2 separate regions of the Sus scrofa genome follow, and region 1 is linked to region 2. The links are chromatin contacts, called in public HiChIP or PLAC-seq maps. All regions are on one chromosome and are shown on one strand. The core of a region is the stretch at or near the end of the contact, and the rest is flanking DNA. Distances in the headings are between cores, read along the strand shown. Region 1 has its middle 50 kb from the start of PHLDA1. Region 2 has its middle 220 kb from the start of PHLDA1.

Region 1 (4,214 bases), core at 444-2,943, 170 kb before region 2:
TGCTATATAGCACAGGGAACTATATCCAATCACTTGTGGTAGAACAGGATGGAATATAACATGAGAAAAAAATGTATATATGTATAATTGGGCCACTTTGCAGTACAGCAGAAATTGACAGAACACTGTAAATCAACTATACTTTAATTTAAAAACATGGAAAGAAAAGTTCATAAAGAGAGTGGGAAGATAATACTGGGACACCCTGATACCAATTGTATGTAAATCACTTAGCAGTATGCAGAGTAGTGTTTTCAAAATCCTGTGCTCTGAGACAAGACTGAATCACTTCTATTTCCATCAGTAAATGCTGAAGGCAGTAACAGGATGTGGACCCAGAGGTCCTGCCTGTCTACCTAGAAATGACTAATCTCCTTTCTCTAATTTAATAAAGGAGGATAACATTGGAGTGGGTAAGAAGAGAGAATATGAAAGTGAGGAAAGTGGCTAGAATGGGAGGTGGGGATGGAAGGAAGAGGAAAGGTTCTAGACCCCAATCAGTTCCTGAGCTGTGACTGGAACATCATTTGCTATCCCATGTCCTCTATCAACTTGAGTTACCAAGCACAAATCAGAGCTCTGCATTAAGCTGTGTGACATACAAGTGCCTAATTCCCACCCTCCCAACTAGCCAGGGAAGGGGTTTCTTAGCCTAGTTCATCCAGAAGGCAAGGGCTTGGGTAATGTGGCGGGGGGGGGGGGGTGTTGGTTGGTTTTTTTGTTTTGCCAAACCCACAGACAGCATGCAGAAGTTCTTAGGCCAGGAACTGAACCTGCACCATGGCAGTGACCCTAGCCACAGCAGTCACAACACCAGATCCTTAACCTGCTGAGCCACAGGGAAATCCTTGGGTGATGTCTTTTGAGGGCTGGTATATTCTTTTATAATAAGGAAATATAGAAATATATATTTCTATATATATATTATTTCTTAATATAGAAATATAGAAAGCTTTTGTAGGCCCATATGGGGGAGAGACCACCATTAGAAAGCTCACCCTGGCATGGAGGGAAATGCCTTTGAACTCTACATCCCAGCAGGATGAGCAGAGAACTGGGAGATCAGCTCACCTCCATGGACTATCCCCACATGAAGTTGTATTCAGTAATATAGGCAATTAAAGAGTTTCCTTCTTTTCCCCTAGGTTTCCTTCTTCTACTCTGTGCATGTTTTTGGATGAACTATATTTAGCTTTTAGGTGAATGTTTTGAAGGCATCCTGATTTTGTTGAAAACTGAAATCATCCCCCTGGAGTACTGGGTTGTATTAGGACAGCCTCTGCCAATCTTTGTAAACCCTTTGCTTTTCTGAATACAGACATTGGACTCACATCTTCTTAAATGTAAATGATTCCATCAAATTCATTCCAACTTTCGTACATGTATGAGTTTGGTCTACTTCTAAGCAAGCCAAGCAAATTCTTCAAATTCCAAACCCAGTTACTGATGGAAGGAGTTCCTATGATTGCCTAAAACAGCAGGATTCTGCCAAATTGTCCTCAATGCCAGTTCAACAGCTAGGGTTTTTTGGTATCATAAAATCAGTGCTTATCCTGATTCTCACCCCCTGAGCTGTGTTATCCAGACCTCTGCCAATAGATCTGCATCATTGTTGTGTGCCTTGTTTGACTGCCCTGTCTCCAGCTCTGTTGAGACTGTCTGTGGGTGGCTTCCCTGTGCCGGGATGACAAGGGCAAAGGTCAGAAGCTTCCATGATTCATTTCCTTTTTGCTGCACGCAGTGGATGGTTTTCTGGGTGAGTCACTCAGATGCCAAACACAGGAGGGATTTTCTTCACAGAGAGGCCCTGAGGCTCTGCTATGCCCTGAACTGGAAGAACTGAGTTCTTAATATCTTTTTAAAAATTTTTGTATTTATCTCGATGATTTCATAACCCCCTTTGTATCCCCTGTCTTTGTGTCTGATGACTGCTTTGTGAACACTGCCAAACCTTTGTAGAACTTTCTGGTATCTTGTGGAGCCCCATTGAATTCTGACTCGAATAATTGGACTCTTAAATATATACTCCCAACACACTCCAGTACTAAAAAAAATCTCTGGTATGCCATCTATACTGGAGCTTTAACAGTAGTCTACTCATGGCTCCTCAAAAATCCACCCTCTTTTTCTCCCAGAATAACAATCTATGGAAGGAACCTAGATATCAACAGAGAAAGATGTTTAAATAACTAGAGCTAAGCTCTGCAGTAAAGTGTTTTTTCCTCAATAAAGGGAGGGTTATTATTTTCTTTCCTTTTTTAACCTTTTGAAAATTATGAAATAGAATATACAAATAGAAAACATAAATATATAGCATAATGTATACTTACAAAGTGAACACCCCTCAATCAAGAAAGGGAACATTGCCAGCCCAGATACCCCTCCTTTGTTGACCTTCTAGACCACACCCCCTCCCTCCCTCCTAGAAGTAACCACTATCCTAACTTTGGTGATGATCACTTCCTTGCTTTTCTGACCACCTCTGGTTGCAAGGTTATTATTTTCTAAAACAGTATCGCTTCTATCTTCTACTGGTGGCACAATATCTTTCATTTGTATTAAGCAATGACCACAGGATGACATTGGGCTGGAGTTATGTATATGCACTGTTTTCTTCCTCACCCCCAAATTCCAAAGAACTGCTTATCTATGTTTTCTGTGTCATGAACTAACAACATTCCTGGTACGACACATGTTTAAAATAATGACAGAGAAGAGGTAAAATAAGCACGAAACTTTCTGCGGCCTACCTCTTGCATTCTGGGTTTTCTGAGCTGCAAGTAGAGTGGTGGATGATAGGAACCCTCCTCTCCTTCCTATGACATCCTCATTCTTTAATTTCCCTGGGAAGTAGCCCAGAAAGTTCTAAAATATGTAGAACCTGGGCATGAAAAGTACCTATTTACTTGTTCTTGGACTACTCATCCCCCTCACCTTTGCCTCCAACTGTGAGAACAGTCATGTCATTTCAATTATATCATCACACTATTCATTGCAACTCACCCCAGGGATTCTTTGACCTTCTTTGGTCTGATACATTCTCTACTGAGCTAGGAATAAAGATATATGGGAATAGGACTTAAAGCCTCATTCTTCACATTTTTGTTACCTCATCTTCCTCTACTTCCTTGACTGGCTCAGGCAACCGTTGGCAACCACGTTTTAAAGTGCTTCCATTTCTATGAAAATGAAAAGCTTGGATTTATTAGTAGTAATGGATTCAAGATCCTAGGCATTTTTCTTCTTAAGAGCCTGGCTTAGACTTGGGAACCTACAAGATAACAGGCCTCAGATTTTGGTAGCTCCATTAGGGTTGGAGGGAGGATGGTCAGTCTTTGAAGCTCTCTTTTGATTCAAGGCCACATTCTGTGTTTCCTGCCAGCACAGGTCTGGTGATCTCTGTGACCTCGTGCCCAGAGCTTGTAGATAGCTTTATAAGCTTAATGGGAGAAAAGTCAATTATAAGACATCAAAGGTGATGTGGGTGGGATTGCCCTGGAAACACCCACTGGACTATAATGCTGCTCACTGTGGAATACCATTTGGTGAAATGCCTCTCCATCCTGGGCTTTATCCAAGATGTGGTCACTGAATCCCCACAAGGCCTTTATGTTCCCCACTGTGGTCCTCATAGCCAGAGTTTCCCCATGAGTAGGTTAGATACTTGTGTAAAACAGTTTGGTTAGTGGAGGAGCAGGTATTGGAAAAACAAACAAGACAGGGATTTAATTTTGGAGTAAGTCTGGAGGTGGTATTAACGGAGGAAGTTAAAGTTATTTTCAGAGGTGCTTGTGAATTGTCCAGATCCATGTCCTTAACCTTGGGATGGGGTAGCATCTGAGTCACACTAAATGCGGAACCTGAACAGGGCTCCGAGCCTGTCACAGGGGCCAGGATCTTGGGCAGGTGGCTTTCATTCACCACATGAGTTTTGGGGCCCAGTGTTAAAGGTCCCAAAACCTTTTTATTTTATTTTTTTTTCAGAGGAGGAAGTTGGAGAGAAACAGAGGTGGCAGCTCCCACGTTAACATACCTCTTGGACTTTTTCACCCGTGTGAGATGAGGAACCCTTTTTCATCCTCTCCCTGACCCAGGCTCTGCTCTCCAACTCCTCCAAAGCGATTCATTGTTATCCTCTTACAAAATGCTTTCCCACCTTTTCTAATATGTAGTTTGAATGATTTGTTTATTCTTGATTTGCTCATTTGATCAAC
Region 2 (4,303 bases), core at 986-3,485:
AAATCATGGACATGGAGAACAGACTTGCAGTTGCCAAGCGGGAGGGGGAGGGTGTGGGATGGACTGGGAATTTGGGGCTAATAGATGCAAACTATTGCCTTTGGACTGGATAAGCAATGAGTTGCTATATAGCAACTGCTATATAGCACCGGGAACTATGTCTAGTCACTTATGATGGAGCAGGATCATGTGAGAAAAAGAATGTGACTGGGTCACCTTGCTGTATAGTAGAAAATTGACAGAACACTGTAAACCAGCTATAATGGAAAAAAAATCATTAAAAAGGAAAAAATAAACAAATTCTCTTAGGAGCCTGTATCTTGAATGTTTTAATTAGAACTTTGAATTTTCTTAGGCCCTAGGAATAGGTTTAGAAAGTAAAACATTGGTCTTTTTCTCCATTCAGGGACTGTTTTTTTATTTGGGCAAAAAAGTTGTTCTTCAGTCTTTTTTTTTTTTTAAGGGCTGCACCTGTGGCATATGGAGGTTTCCAGGCTAGGGGGTTGAATGAGAGCTACAGCTGCTGGTCTGAACCATAGCCACATAGTATCTGAGTCATGTCTGTGACCTATACTACAGCTCATACAATGCTAGATCCTTAACCCACTGAGCGAGGCCAGGGATTGAACCTGCATCCTCATGGAGGCTAGTCAGAGTCATCTCTATTGAGCCATGATGGGAACTCCAGTTCTTCAGTCTTTTAAAATCATGTAGTCGTGCTTCAATTACAGTAAAAGCTTCACTGGCTTTAATTATTGATGGAGGTGGTGATGGTGATGTAATCTCATGAGACCAGGCGGCCTTAACTGGTTTCAAGTTTGGCTCCTCATTCCTATTCATCCCAGCATGACTTTCTCCTGGTACTTTACATGTTATCCAGGTCTTGGATCATTAAAGAGAAATGCACATTAAAAAAAAATCTCCCCAGAAAGTGTAAAGTATCTTCATTCATAAAGCAACTATTGTTCTTAGTGATCCTGGGACACCATAGTTTATCTGATCAGACATTTTCACTGGAAACAAGTTTGTGAGATGTAATTAGTGTCTACATAGTTGGAAATTGAAAGAATTGTTAGACAATCTTGCTTGATTTTGGGTTATGATCAACTGTAATATGTAAAACGTAACCACTTCCAGGTCTGATCTTCTAAAAGGAATACACAGGGAGTATCATTCATTTCTTCTTTCTTTTACTGATTTATTTAGTCAATAAATATTAATTCAATATCCACCATTTGCCAGATGGTGTGGCTAGATGCTGAAAATACGTCAGTAAAGAAAAAAAACTCTCATGACACTTCTATTTTAATCAGAAATACAGATGGTAATTATATAAAGCAAGAGATAAATACTATTGGAGTTCCCGCTATGGTACAATGGGATCTGCCATGTTTCTGGAGCGCTGGGATACAGGTTCAATCCTTGGCCTGGCACAGTGGGTTAAGGATCTCAATTTGCCACAGCTGCAGTGTAGCTTGAAACTATGGCTTGGATCTGATCCCTGGCCTGGGAACACCATATGCCATGGGGAATCCAAAAGAAAAAAAAGGTAGGTATTCTTAAGATAAAAAAGAGTATACTGTAGAGGAGAGGGTTAGTCAGTAAAGTAATATGAATCCCTAAGAAGATGGAGAGTAATATATCTATAACAGCCATAATAAAACAAAGCACAGTAGTATTTTATATGGCTAGTGACCATCTGGTAACTGCTACTTACTGCAATGACTTTCTTTTTCTTGAGCTTTTGATTTTGATTTTTTTTCTTTTTTTTTTAGGTTTCCTGTTTTATAAAATATTAAGGTGAGGGGGCGAGGAGATCCAATTGCAGAACTTTTGATCTAATATTTATCTTAGAGTTGATCTAATCTAATTTCCTTCACTTTGTAGGTGATGAAATTGAGGCTTAGAGAAGTTACCTGACTTAATCTGAGTTTCACAGCTAGTTACAGCTAATTATCAGTACCTAGTGCTCACCCATATGGATTTTCAATGAGTGGTGCATCTCTGGGTGTTTAATTTATAAAACCCCAAATCTGGATTTTCATGGTCTTGCCCATGATCAACCTTGAGATAACCCAAGTTCTCAGGTTCCAGGGGTCACCTTCTATTTAACACCTAATAACAATTTATAAGCCTCATTTCCACTCCCAAACTGGCAAGAAGTCTAGCCGTTAATGGGCACTCATGGGCTTCCTCTCTGCCTGGCTTAATGTTCTAAGCTTTTCTGTGGGTGGACTCGGGAAGTTTCACAACTGCTTCTTCAGGCTTCTGGAAATCCTCTCAGTGTGGGCACAGTTGATTTTCTAAACACTTCTAAAACCAGGCTGTCTAGTTTATAAAACTTTACCAGTGGTTTGGGGATAACAGAAGAGAATTACTCTGTAGAAAAGGAACAGTAACATGAATGCTATCTCCCACTAGAATTCATTGGTCAAGCACTCAGGAGAGGTCCCTTCGAGTTCCTGTTGTGGCTCCATAGGAACCATGAGGTTTCAGGTTTGATTCCTGGCCTCACTCAGTGGGTTAAGGATCCGCAGTTGCTGTGAGCTGTGGTGTAGGTTGCAGACAAGGCTTGGATCTGGTGTTGCTGTGGCTCTGGCATAGGCTGGTGGCTACAGATCTGATTAGACCCCTAGCTGGGAACCTTCACATGCCATGGGTGTGGCCCTAAAAAAGACAAAAAAAAAAAAAAAAAAGATGTCCTTTACTCTTTCAACCTTCCTCTAAGCCTAGTCCTGCCACCCTATTGCAGGATCCAGTTTAACACTTCATGGCCTTTGACAATATCCTTCCTCCCTGGAGCCCAGGTCTTTAGGTTTTTTTTTTTTTTTTTTTTTTTTTTTTTAGGGCCACACCCATGGCATATGGAAGTTCCTAGGCTAGGGGTTGAATCAGAGGTTTAGCCACTGGCCTATGCCACAGCCACAGCAATGAAGGATCCCAGCCACATCTGCAACCTACACTAAGCTCACGGCAACACTGGATCCTTAACCCACTGAGCGAGGCCAGGGATTGAACCCGCAACCTCACAGATGCTAGTCATATTCACTCTACTGAGCCCCAGTGAAAACTCCAGGCCATTAGGTTTTCACTGACTCTAGCAAGTTAAGAATTCCGTTCTTCTCCCAGGGAGGCGTTCCAGTCCACACTGATGATGACTTTGACAAAATCATACAGAGCAGCTTAGTTTTCATGGTCTCACACTTTCCATTCCAGATTTGAATTTGGGCTTTCTTTTTACATAATCAAAATGCTGTAAGTAAGAATTTTTTCCCAAGACAAAAGAGTAACCCTCCCCACTATGCCTCCACTTCCAGCTAAATTTTGAAAATACAAAACAAACAGGAAAAACCTATTGGCAGCTTTGAAATAACTATCTCACTTAAGAGCCAGCTATCAAAATTTCAGTCTTATTGGATTAAGTTTCAAATGGTTTCCTCCATGATTTGTAGAAATTCTCCACTCTTTCTTGGCTAGTTGCCTTCCACCACCATCTTCAGAGCTTGTTTCAAAACCTAACTTTTTCAGAAGCCTGGTTGGCTTTATGTCCTTCTAATCAACACTTTATTCAGTTTATGTGATACCCTTTGGCCATATTTCAGCATTTGTACATGTGTATTCTCTTCCCAATGAGAATGAACATAAACACTTTAAAGATACTTTGTTTTCAGAACCCCTCACTCCCTGTTTGACAACAATGCCAGTTTAGTACTCAACAAAGATAACCTAATCTTGTCAGACTGAAATCTATTGTTTACCCTCCCAAACACTGCCAAAGGCCTTGGACTTACTGCATTGCTCTATCTTGATAATGTCTTTCATTTCACTATCTTACTGAATTTGCCCCAAGTTCTGCTTGTCATGTGCATATGGGCATGCCATCCTAGTGAAATTCCTGTTCGAGAGCATTTTTTAATTTCATTTTACATGAGAACTTAAGTTTCATACTATGATGTTCTATTGCATAACCCAATGGGAAAATAGTATGTTGAGTTGCCAGAGACTGAACTGAAGCCAGGGTGTCACATCGGCATTGCTCTATCTCAGAAGGGGATGCTGGTAATCTTAACTGGGCAGAGGGAACTGTAATTAGAGCCTGAAAATCTGGTGGAGGGGAGAATATGAGCAAAGAGAACTACTAATGGGTCTTCTTGAGAGCAGGAAGAGAAATTGAGAAGCCTGGGCCACTGTGGCCTGAAAACACTCAGGCCCAAGTGTGGCCTGAAAACATACAACAATGAGAAGGAGGTGGGAAGATAGCATCAAGGAGTGAGAACTAAATTTTGCAGGTCCACACTGAGAT

What was found. HiChIP or PLAC-seq counts read pairs in DNA pulled down with a chosen protein or histone mark.
Region 1: a contact with region 2 is called in an H3K27ac HiChIP or PLAC-seq map of alveolar macrophages. The contact joins two enhancer-like sites. A contact is called at or near these places in 1 of 47 Hi-C or Micro-C datasets (embryonic fibroblasts) and 1 of 2 datasets of contacts at active chromatin or transcription factors (alveolar macrophages).

What each region holds. Positions count from the first base shown.
Region 1 is chr5:39,267,275-39,271,488 of Sscrofa11.1, reverse strand. No RefSeq gene overlaps it. Among named protein-coding and RNA genes, the nearest start is that of PHLDA1, 50 kb to the left of the region's middle. Within about 2 kb of position 1,693, at least 28 of the 83 cell types and tissues checked have an H3K27ac peak or open chromatin away from gene starts, as enhancers often do. A contact at or near this core is called in alveolar macrophages, where this site is marked.
Region 2 is chr5:39,094,838-39,099,140 of Sscrofa11.1, reverse strand. No RefSeq gene overlaps it. Among named protein-coding and RNA genes, the nearest start is that of PHLDA1, 220 kb to the left of the region's middle. Within about 2 kb of position 2,235, at least 2 of the 83 cell types and tissues checked have an H3K27ac peak or open chromatin away from gene starts, as enhancers often do. A contact at or near this core is called in alveolar macrophages, where this site is marked.